4 separate regions of the Mus musculus genome follow, and regions 1, 2 and 4 are each linked to region 3. Evidence: chromatin contacts called from public ChIA-PET and HiChIP or PLAC-seq data. All regions are on one chromosome and are shown on one strand. The core of a region is the stretch at or near the end of the contact, and the rest is flanking DNA. Distances in the headings are between cores, read along the strand shown.

Region 1 (2,700 bases), core at 49-2,548, 390 kb after region 3:
ATTTTAACCCATAATTGCTCCTGTCTAAAATAAATACAGGGACAAAAAGTGGAGCAGAGATCGAAGGAAAGGCCACCCAGAGACTGCCCCACCTGGGGATCCATCCCATATGCAGCCACCAAACCCAGACACTATTGCTGATGCCAAGAAATACTTGCTGACAGGAGCCTGGTATTGTTGCCTCCTAAGAGGCTCTGCCAGAGCCTGACCAATACAGATGCAGATGCTTGCAGCCAACCATCAGACTTAGCAATGGGGACCCTGATGGAGGAGCTAGAGGAAGGATTGAAGGAGCTGAAGGGGTTTGCAACCCCATAGGAAGAACAACAATATCAACCAAGCAGACCCCACCCAGAGCTCCCAGGGACTAAATCACCAGCCAAAGAGTATACATGAAGGGGCCCATGGCTCCAGCTGCTTATGTAGGGGAGGATGGCTTTATCTGGCATCAATAGGAAGGGAGGAGCTTGGACCTGTGAAGGCTCAATGCCCAAGCATAGGGGAATGCTAGGGCAGTGAGGTAGGAGTGGGTGGGTTGGGTGGGTGGAAGAGCACCCTCATAGAAGTAGGGGGAGGGGACAAGGGATATGCAGAGGGGAAACCAGGAAGGGGGATAATATTTGAAATGCAAATAAATAAAATAACCAATAAAAACATAAACCCCCTTGACCCCCTACTTTTCCTCTCCTATCTAGTGTTAGGGGGTTGAAAGGGTGGGGAAAGGATGGAGAAGGATGGAAGGAAGAACCCACAAAGGAGCAAACACCAGCTACAGGCCAATGAGAAATTCTGTCTCAAAATATAAGATGGATAATGGCAGTAAGGAATGACACCTAGGCTTATCTTCTGTTCTCCACACACATTGTAGACACTTGAATGTGTGTGTGTGTGTGTGTGTGTGTGTGTATCCAATCACACACACAAAGATTCCTCCTCTTTCAGCTTGCACTACCTACCACTAGTCCAGAACACTTACCTAGTGGTCTACACCCATTGTCTGACTCTTGGTTAACATTCTTATGTTACTTTCTTTCTGCTGTGACCAAAAACCTGAAAATACAAAGGAAGAATGATATATGTTTGTTCATGGTATAAGACAAGAAGGACAGATCCTTTACTGCCATGGTGGGATAACGGCAGGGGAGGCCATAGGCTATGCTTCGAGAGTGTCAGGGTGCTGGTTCATATCTCAGTGAAGCAGGAAACAAATGGTGAGCAGGAAGCAGGGCAGAGATGTTAACCTCAGGGGCCACTTTTCCAAAATGTGCCACTAGCTGGGGACCAAGCACTTAAACACATCAACCTGTGGTGTCATTTTCATGTTCAAAACTCACTTCCTCTCTGCCACTGTGACACCCAGACCTGTGCTAGGTGGCTGATGACAGATAAAATGGTGTCAATACCAAAGCCATCCTGTTTTCTTAATGGCTTACTGGCACTTCTACAGAGGAGGTGCGGTGTGGCACATGGGTCTTCACACTCTACTCAGTTCCAGGAATCTTTCCCGAGCTAGCTTTGCCTTCTGTATTCTATGATGTTTTCTCTGCAGAAGATTACACTGACAGTAGTTTTGCTACAAACACCACATACATAGAACTTCAGCGTAAGGTACTTTGTTTCTCCTACAAAAGAGATGGCCAAATGCCCTCCTCCAGGCACATGTCCCCAGAGGGTCTCTCCTAGTTGCTGTCCTTCAAGACAGCCCCTGGGAAACACTGCCTGCAGTCAATGTCTTCATGGACAAGTGAATCAATCCATCATCTCCATAGAAGATCACGGGGAAGAGCTGATGAGGAAATACCAGAACACGAGTGGGTGACATGAGGGAGGACGGGCCTAGTGTTTGTGAAACTTCCCTGTTCTCTCTGACTTTGCTTGTGTCCAATCTTAGAGTCCAGTCTACTTCTCTTTGTGGTGGACCCTCCCAATCTTTCAAGTTAGTGATTCTGACAGAAGCCAGCCTGGACATGTGCTATTTAATATCCCAAAGTAACATGCTGCATGACTGACATGGCCAAAAAGCATGGAAGGGGCCACTCCTCTCATGGGGCAGGCACTGATGATTGGCCTTTCTCAGGAAAGCAAGCCATTCACTGAGGCTCTTCAGGCCTGGCCGCAGCTCCCTTTGGTGCTCGTCATAGTTAATATTGGTTGACAGATTAACAGAAGCTAGAACCATCTAGGAGACAAACCTCTGGAAACGTCTGTAAAAGAGTTTCTAATTTAATTGAAATGGGGTGAGCCACCCTAAAAGTGTCCAGCTATTCGCCAGGCTGATGTCTCTGACTTACCAGAAAGGAGAAAGCCACATTCATCTCAGTTTGCTTCCTAATGGCAGATCCAATGTGGCTGAATGCCTCTAGTTCCAACTGTAATGACTTTCCTGCCATGGCAGACTGTAAGTTAACACTGTGAAAAATAAAAATGAAAAACAAAAACCTTCATTTCTTATTTTTCAGTGTGTTGTCACAGTGCTGAAAAAAGGTAACTAACACTAAGTTGTCCTTCCCTAGTTTACATATCCTGAGTACCACTGGGATCTGCTACATCATAGCATAGAGTCCAAACAGAACTATGGCATCCAAATGATGTCACTGCTTGATTGACACAAATAGCAGGCTCCCTGTGCCAATGGTGGGAAGGAACACTTTAATCTGTTCAGCCTCAGATTTCCTTGTGGCTGAAGCTGTCACAAATGTA
Region 2 (2,700 bases), core at 128-2,627, 420 kb after region 3:
TCCTGGGATGCAGATACCATCAAAACATATTTGTGGAATTGTCTGCTAGATACAGATATCATATACAGAATATATACATATATAGCTGGATAGATTGTCTGATTTAAATTGACTTCTCTCTCAATTATATTAAGGCCACAGCAGAGGAAAATTAAAATGGTTGCTATGGTCTCCCAAGGCTAATGAAAAGTTACAAGGGAAGCATTCTGGTGTTCCTTCTCCTTCACATGTTTTATTTACCCACAGCATGATGAGGATGATGGTTGTGATTAGGATGATGGTGATGATGGTGGTGCTGAGGAGGAGGAGGGTCATGAATATATCAGTGATGGTAATGATGGTAGCATTGGTGAGGATGGTGGTGGGGATGATTAATAGATACCATATTGAACTCTTCCATTTGCCAGTCCTCTCCCATACATCCACTCCCTACCTCCTATTTTGTAAAATAAGGCCTCACTAGGTAGGTAGGTTGGCTTTAAACTCACAATCCTCCTGCATCAGCCTTCCAAGTACTGGGGATTATAGGCATGTTCCACCATACCTGGCCAATTGCCAAATCTTATTTCAACATATTTTATGTCCACATGTGCTGCCTGTTGCTAGCTTAGACCTCTTTATAAACTAGCAAACCTAGTTTCATTTCAGAATAAATACGAAGCAGTTTAGCCATAAGAGGACAAAGGGCACTCAAAATCCTAAAATATAAACTACTATCAGAGCATGTTGCCAATACCTTAAGATGAACATTTCCCTGGTTGTGATGACTCATCTCAGTTGTCACTTTAGTGAGATCGAGAAATACCTGGGTGATGGATCTTTTCAAATACCTGAGGAGTAGCATCTTGATTGGGCTCATTGAGGTGGGAAAAGTTGCCCATTGTGGGTGGCACCATTCCCTGTGCTAGGGTCTCTCTGCTTCCTGATTGTGCATCACAGAAACTAGAAAAGCAAACAAGACCCTGACTAGTGTCCAGCAGATTCCACAGGAGAAAAAGGCCAACAGTTCATCTTTAGATAAACTCTTGGGTACTAGAAGCTCTTCAACATAGAGAGAGAGCAAGCTTGAATGCAAGTGAAGTTATATCAGAGAGATTGAAAGTTTGTAAATGAACCAGGTATTCATGCTGGTGACCCTCCCACCATGAGTCAATATTATCGGTGCCAAAGAGAGGAGAGAAGACTGGGACTCCCTAACAACTACCTAACAAGCATTTCTTGAATATTTCTAAACCTAGAAAGAAAACAAATTGGGCCTACAAAAGGGAGACAGAGGGGAAAAGAAAAAGATGATTCATCTTGAAAACCCCCTCAGCCTCCGGTTCCTACCGTGGAGCACTTGCCGCACCCGCGCTGTGATCCACCCAATTATTTTAATGTCATCATTCTTTCTCCTTTTCTCTCTTTGATCCAGAGATTAGCTGAGCATATTCTGTGTTTCCCACATCCTGCCCACATCCTTTTATCTAAATGTCTTCAAGGTCTCACAATGAGGTACCAGCAACTTCTTTAAAACATCTTTGTCTCTTTCTTGGCCAGTCTTTCTGGAAATATCTCTTGTCACTGCAGATGGATTAAGCATTTTCCTCTTTTTGACAAATGTTGGACGTCATGACAGGGGTGGGGTGGGGGGCTTCAGAGCTAAGCAGGCAAAGTGGTCCCTGCCCTCAGGATGCTAGCCTTCTAGTTGAAGAGTCAACTACTAGAGAAGTACACTCAAGCTGTAATGAGGGAGCAACGCACACCCTCTAAGAGCTCACCAAGCATTCTAGGCTTAGTGTAGAATTCCATTCACAGGGTGGTCTAGATCCAGAAAAGTGAGAAAGAACAAGCTATGTGACAGTTTATAGAAAGAACATGCCAGAGGGATTGAAACTACAAAAACATTCTGAGTAAGAGACCACATTGGGCATATTCAAAACATCTTCAGAGTCAAACATGAAAGAACACACAAAAATCTCCAGGATAATCAGGGGTGAAACAGCCTAGCAGCAGATTGCTCAGGGACTCACTCAAGAGCAGAAAGAGAAATTCACACCAAAGCCATGCAGGGAACTATTTTAAGTGATATAGAAATAATCACCTACATTTCAATTATTTGGCCAGTGCTCCTGAGAAACCAACAACCCTATTCCAACTTCTGCCCTTAGTGAAATCAACACCAATGCCATATTGGCTATGTGGAGGTAGAGGGGGCTGTTGGGACATATATTCAAAATTCCTTTTTAAATAGATTTCTGATCCTCACTTTAAAAAAAAATAGCTCTAGGTTCCCACTCAGCTTGGCATATATTAAAAATCTGTTTGGAAGCAAACTGTTTTTTAAAGTACCTTTGGTTTTAATTAGTTTAGCATTTTAATTTTACGAAAGGACAGGAAGCCTCGATAAGAAGTGCCTTCCATTAGTGTGTCTGAGTCTGCACCATGATGCTGCACTGAGACAATTGATGTCATGTTAATTAATAATTATCTGAGGGACACTGCAAATGTGGAAGGCCACTGTGACTCACCCGGATCGCCTTGCGCTCAGTCCGCTTTAAAGTGCTATTAATTCCTGTTACAAATGACAGGATCGTTTAATTTCTTAAATGAGACATTTTTATCACCCATAGGGCCTTTCATCTCAGTGAATTTATGCGTTCTGGTGAGCCCCAAAACCCATTTCTAGTTTTCAAAACACATTTTGCCCCCGTTGTTTTA
Region 3 (2,700 bases), core at 39-2,538:
GACATTGACTCTGGTCAGTGCCATGCTCCGGGCCACCTGTGGGTTTCACAACCTTCTTTCTATTGCCCACAGCATCCTGGCCGGTTAATTTGTGTTCCCAGAAAAGAAAGATCCCATTGCTCTCTTGCTCTGGTGCTCAGTATCTGGTCCAGGTCGATGCCTAAAGGCACTCACCTGTGTACACCTCCTAGTACAGGCGCTGGGCCAGCTGTACCCTCAGAAGTCTTTGTTCATTCCGGTTTCTCTCCTGTTTCCAAGCACCAATAAATATGCAAGTTCTATTGCGATGGGGAAGAAACTAACTAACGTTCAGTAAGCACCTGCCTGGAGCCAGGTGCTGTCACACACAGCACCTTGTTTAATCCTCACAGCAGCGCTATAGGCAAAAAGTTAATACCTATATTCACTTGATAAAGAGGGTGAGCTTCCGAAGGCTTAAGCAATCTGGAGGCAGAGTGCATCGGTATGGACCAGATTTGCCTCCAGTCTTCCGAATCTCAGTTTATAGTCTGCATTCACTGAGATGCCTCCTACGATGTTCTGGAAAGAATAGTGCAGGTGGGGTTTGGGGAGCTCTGATATTGTGATTTTCAGATGAATCATTGCTTCACTTAATGGTTATAAAATGAAGGAGTAGACAGGTTGTCTCTCAGAGTGCTTTTGACTTGAATGTATTACATATTACACGCACACATCAACAGTAAATATAACATGCATGGAATTACTGCAGAGATGGGCAGAGCTGTGCTCTTGATGGAGTTCTATCGTGGACTCTGTGGAGGAGGTAACTCTAAAGGTATCCAGGAACCTTCCTATACCAAGAGAAATGGCATAAGCTTCCAGTAATGAGGGCCATTTAATTTATATATTTACAATAGCCCATTGCTCACAGCTCAGCAGTTCCTCCTCTGGTCTTCCTTTGCCCTGGCTAATGGCTCTAGTCTGATGTGTCACAAATACAAGAATCCACACTGAGGCCCCCAAGGGCAGAGCAAGCTTTACAGCCAAGATACATGGCTACACCAAGGGTAGCCATGGGAATGATTGGAGAGGGGACTCTGTGCCGGGAACCACGGTATGTGAACACTTTCACCATCCTCACGGCATACACAGAGAAAGCAGAGGCAGCAGCAGCGCTATAGGCAAAAAGCGAATACCTATAATCACTTGATAAGGAGGGTGAGCTTCCGAAGGCTTAAGCAGAGCTCACCGATACAGACCAGACTTTACAGCTGGGGAAACTGAAGCCCAGGAAGTTCACACACTCAGCTCCTGGTGAGGGGAAGCTTGGAGCTTAAGCCCATTGGTTGCTCTAGCCAGAAGAAGTATGCCTGTGGTCTTTCTCTTGTGTCCTCATGCCCTGATCTCAAAAACAGAAGCTGCAGTGGAAAAAAAAATAACAGAAAGAAACCAAAGGTTACTAAATAGGCATGATGTGCTGGCCACGTGATGTGAGTCATTTGAAGTCATTCTTGTAGCAACACCTTGTTTTTTGTGGTATCTCGAATAAACCATGGCTGAGAAACTAGAACAGGTCTGTTGTGTAGGGAGTAGAGGTTTTGACTCCCTGTGGTCTTTCTGACTACATGTTCTACGTGTTACCTGTCACTGGCTGTTGGAGCAAGTCGGTTTTCCCAGGCTGTTCCTCTCCCCAACCCCCATCTGTAACTGCTTCCCTCTTTGTTTCTGGCGTGAGAATGAATCAGTTGCCAGTACAATCTTCAGGTCCTACTTATGTTGGGGAAAACCTCAACTGAATAATGGAAATGAAGAATGCTAAAACATAACTCTACCAAGTAGAACATTTAGATGTGTGCATTTACTTAATGTCTTCAGATCTATGTTCCCATGGACCAGGGAGGAGTCAAGAATAGCATAGCAATGATTTCAGCCCTCTGGATCCTAGTGCAGCTCGCTGTAGGGAGCCAAATGCCCAGTGTCTTTCCCTGCTGCCCTGTGAATGGATGCTGCAATTACAGGTGACAGAGCCTCTTGGGCCTTGTGAGCTTCTGTGTGGATTCTTGTACTCGTGACATGTCAGCGTATACCAAAGCAGAGGAAGAGCACTCCAGGACCTGCTAAACTACCACTATAATAGGCTATTTAAAAATACGTTGAAGTGCCAGAAAGATGGGTACCATAGGCCTCTAAGAACACATTCAAACAGCCGTCTTGAAATATATTTAATTTATGAAATCTTGCTATTAAAATCCAATTGACTCAACCAGATAGCTATAGTTTTAAGGTAACCACCTTCAGGGGAAGAGTAAGGAGTAGGAGAGAGGAAGCCAGAGGGAGAGGAAGCAGAGACAGGCTGTTGCAAATTAAGGAGGCATTTCTCGGCAGGCATTGCGACCCTCTCCCCAGGTGCAGCAGAAGCACTCCGTGGCTGGTGTTTAAACCTCTTTTTACACATGCTTCTTCCCCCCACCCTCATTCCACGTGATCACGTGTGTCTCCAACCTCTACTTACTTACCAAAATGCATGACAATCTGTTCATAGGAATGCAAGCTAATCCCATTTTAAAGTTAGGCAATTGTCAAATTGTTTCAAGCTGTGAGAGAACAATGTCAGACAATCGTCTAGGCTGTTTGGAACCCCCTGGAATCCCAAATTTGATTCCCAATCATTCACTTTCTTAAATCATCAAGAAAAAAAATTTTTTTTACTGTAAAATAGCAAGTGTTAAAGTTGAAATG
Region 4 (2,700 bases), core at 89-2,588, 350 kb after region 3:
GGGGGAGGGGCAGCCAAATGAAGGAAGAGTAGTTTACTTTGTCTCACAGTTCGAGGGCATGGTCCATCATGGTAAGAAAATCGTGGGAGCTAGAATATAATGTTGCTGGTCCCGTTATATCAATAGTGATGAAACAAAGATATAGATGGTGGTATCACTTCACCTTGTTCTATTTCCCCATTTCATTCAGTCCCAAACCCTGTAGTATGGGCTGATGCCACCCACATTCCAGATGGGTTTTCCTCTCTATAATCTAAACCCCTCTGGAAACTCCCTCAGACACACACACACAAAGATGTGTCTCCATGGTGATTATAAGTGTACTGAAGTTGGCAGAGAAGACTGTCAATCATAGCCAGACAACACTGGGAGCTGGAAGAGACTTGGAAGGATCCTCCCTAACCTTTCAATGTGTAACTCTGCTGCCACGCCATTTTTGAAGTCCTGTCTTTCAAAGCTATGACAGAACACATTTATGTTGCTTTCAACCACCTAGTCTACAGTCCTATCATCCTATTCTTGTCTCAAGAAAATGAAACCACCAACACATCTGTCTTTCTTGCCACTCTACTCCAATGTAGGCAGGACTCCAGACTATGAATACTCCCAAATATCTCAGATCCGGTGCTTTGACTGAAGGGCAGGGTATAAAAGAACAGAGCTACTTCCTAGAATCAGAGATTGATCAGTAACCCCATACTAAGGATAGTACTGATGATCTAAGGCAGTGTCCTCAACCTTCCTAATGCTGCAACCCTTTTAAATAAAGTTCTTCATGTTGTGGTGACCCCCCAAGCATAAAATTATTTCATTACTACTTTATAACTGTAACTTTGCTGCTGTTATAAATCACAATGTAAATATCTGACATGCAGGATGTCTGATATGTAACCCGTGTGGGGATTGTGTTCCATAGATTGAGAAGCACTGATCTAAGAGTTGCCTAGACTGCAGGGATAGACAGATCTCTCAATAGACTCTTAACCCAGCTGCTATAATTCTTGACTGAAATCTTCACTCCCTGGGTTTGTTATTACTACATCCAAATGACCTGCTCTTCCTATTTCCTTTCCTACAAAATGCTGGTATCCTTTGGCTTCAGTGTCTCAGAACAGTCCCCCAAATCTTGCCCTGAACTCACAGCCTGAGAGGAGATTCCTAGGCTGCTCTGAAGAAAGAGGCAGTGTGTCCTCGCAAGGCTCTAGGAACTAATTTCTATAGAAGCTGTTGCATCAGAATCACCTCCTGGATTCTTCCCTTGGCCCACTGTGCTACAGCTGCTGTATGGGGAGTTCAGAGACTTGCATACAAGGATGTGGCTGACCAAGAACCACAGCTCTAAAGCCTAAAGCCGCAAGTGCAAACTGCAGCTCTCCTTTAAAATAGCAGCTCTTTGCTTCCTCCTGTGTAAGCACTCTGCATGCATGAAGCGAAGAGCCCTTTGCACCTCTCTGCAGGTCCAACTCTGTTCCACTGCAGTTCTCCACAGTACAGCTTCACACCTAAGGCCAACTCTCACGCTCCCCCAACCCAGCCACCAGCACAGGTGGAGCTTCTGAACTCTCCCTCACTTTCTGCAGCCCTTGACGTGAGAAGAGAGCCTTCATCTCAGGAAGTATCCTTCTGCCACTGTTCAATGAACACTGGATGTTCTCAGTCAGGACAGGCCACACTACAACTTCTGTTTCCCACTGTCTTCGTTTCTTTTCCTATTGCTGGGGGAAAAAATGCCCCGACAAGAGCAAATTAAGAGAGGAAGGATTTATGTCAGCTCACCCTTTGAGACACAGTCTACCACAGTTTGGAAGTCAAGGCAGCAGAAGCTAAAAAGACATTATGGCCCCAGTCAGAAGAAGAACTGCATAAGTGATCCGTGTGCCCTTTTTCCACAGTCCAGGGTCCCAGCCAAGGAATGATCCACATCAGTCCCCAACCAACATATCCAGAAACCCATCTCTCAGCTGGTCTTGATTCTGTCAAGTTCACAAGTAACACTAATCATCATACCTTGTATGGCGGTTTGAAAGGAAATGGACTCTATAGACACATAGGGAATGACACTAAATTAGGAGGTGTGGCCTTGTTAGAGTTAAGTGTGACCTTATTGGAGAAAGCACTTCACTGAGGTGGGCTTTGAGATCTCAAATGCTCAAGTCAGCCCTAGTAGGATGGTCTCTTCCTGTGACCTGCCAATCCAGATGTAGAACTCTGTAATATTTTCGGCATCATGTCTGCCTATGTGTTGCCATGTTCCCACTATATTGACAACAGAAACCCTAAGACACCTAGTATCTATGGAGATATGCAGATACTCTGTATCAGGTAGTTCAAGTGTACTGATCGATATCTATTGTTCCATGGAGACAGATTGTGTAGGCCAGATCGAAGCAGCAGGCAAGTCACAGGGCATCATAAGGTGGTTTATCTATCCTACCCTTGGAGGATATTCTAGACCAGGAAGTTAACAAACTAAAATCTTATGGACAAGTCCAAGAACAGGGTGATGGAATAAAAAGGATTTGACTTTAACTGCTGAGATAGAAAAGGCACTGAGTGCTCTTCTCTGGACCCCAACCTCTGGGAATTTTTAGAAGGCGCTGTCAAGTATTCGGCTCCATAGAACACACCCACCCTCTCTCCTCTGACCCACTCCTCTAAGCGAAGTGCAGCCCACCAGACACTCTTGTGTCCTATGAGATG

What was found. ChIA-PET counts read pairs in DNA pulled down with a chosen protein or histone mark. HiChIP or PLAC-seq counts read pairs in DNA pulled down with a chosen protein or histone mark.
Region 1: a BATF HiChIP or PLAC-seq map of CD8 T cells shows a contact between it and region 3, with 9 read pairs. The contact joins two enhancer-like sites. A contact is called at or near these places in 1 of 39 promoter capture datasets (liver), 1 of 484 Hi-C or Micro-C datasets (liver) and 3 of 115 datasets of contacts at active chromatin or transcription factors (CD8 T cells, memory CD8 T cells and stem cell-derived neural progenitor cells).
Region 2: a BATF HiChIP or PLAC-seq map of CD8 T cells shows a contact between it and region 3, with 6 read pairs. The contact joins two enhancer-like sites. A contact is called at or near these places in 3 of 115 datasets of contacts at active chromatin or transcription factors (CD8 T cells, T-cell acute lymphoblastic leukemia and memory CD8 T cells).
Region 4: a contact with region 3 is called in an RNA polymerase II ChIA-PET map of effector CD8 T cells, with 8 read pairs. The contact joins two enhancer-like sites. A contact is called at or near these places in 1 of 484 Hi-C or Micro-C datasets (liver) and 3 of 115 datasets of contacts at active chromatin or transcription factors (CD8 T cells, effector CD8 T cells and memory CD8 T cells).

What each region holds. Positions count from the first base shown.
Region 1 is chr12:25,393,104-25,395,803 of GRCm38.p6, reverse strand. Gm36723 (a long non-coding RNA gene) reads right to left here. Exons shown (of 12, transcript XR_001780577.2): 5 at 2,292-2,409; 6 at 977-1,050. Among named protein-coding and RNA genes, the nearest start is that of Gm36723, 39 kb to the right of the region's middle. Within about 2 kb of position 1,298, at least 28 of the 459 cell types and tissues checked have an H3K27ac peak or open chromatin away from gene starts, as enhancers often do. A contact at or near this core is called in CD8 T cells and memory CD8 T cells, where this site is marked.
Region 2 is chr12:25,358,833-25,361,532 of GRCm38.p6, reverse strand. The region is part of intron 1 of Gm36723 (a long non-coding RNA gene); the gene reads right to left. Among named protein-coding and RNA genes, the nearest start is that of Gm36723, 4.3 kb to the right of the region's middle. Within about 2 kb of position 1,377, at least 30 of the 459 cell types and tissues checked have an H3K27ac peak or open chromatin away from gene starts, as enhancers often do. A contact at or near this core is called in CD8 T cells and T-cell acute lymphoblastic leukemia, where this site is marked.
Region 3 is chr12:25,783,314-25,786,013 of GRCm38.p6, reverse strand. No RefSeq gene overlaps it. Among named protein-coding and RNA genes, the nearest start is that of Gm29835, 190 kb to the left of the region's middle. Within about 2 kb of position 1,288, at least 29 of the 459 cell types and tissues checked have an H3K27ac peak or open chromatin away from gene starts, as enhancers often do. A contact at or near this core is called in CD8 T cells, T-cell acute lymphoblastic leukemia, effector CD8 T cells and 1 more, where this site is marked.
Region 4 is chr12:25,429,784-25,432,483 of GRCm38.p6, reverse strand. The region is part of intron 9 of Gm36723 (a long non-coding RNA gene); the gene reads right to left. Among named protein-coding and RNA genes, the nearest start is that of Gm36886, 44 kb to the left of the region's middle. Within about 2 kb of position 1,338, at least 46 of the 459 cell types and tissues checked have an H3K27ac peak or open chromatin away from gene starts, as enhancers often do. A contact at or near this core is called in CD8 T cells and effector CD8 T cells, where this site is marked.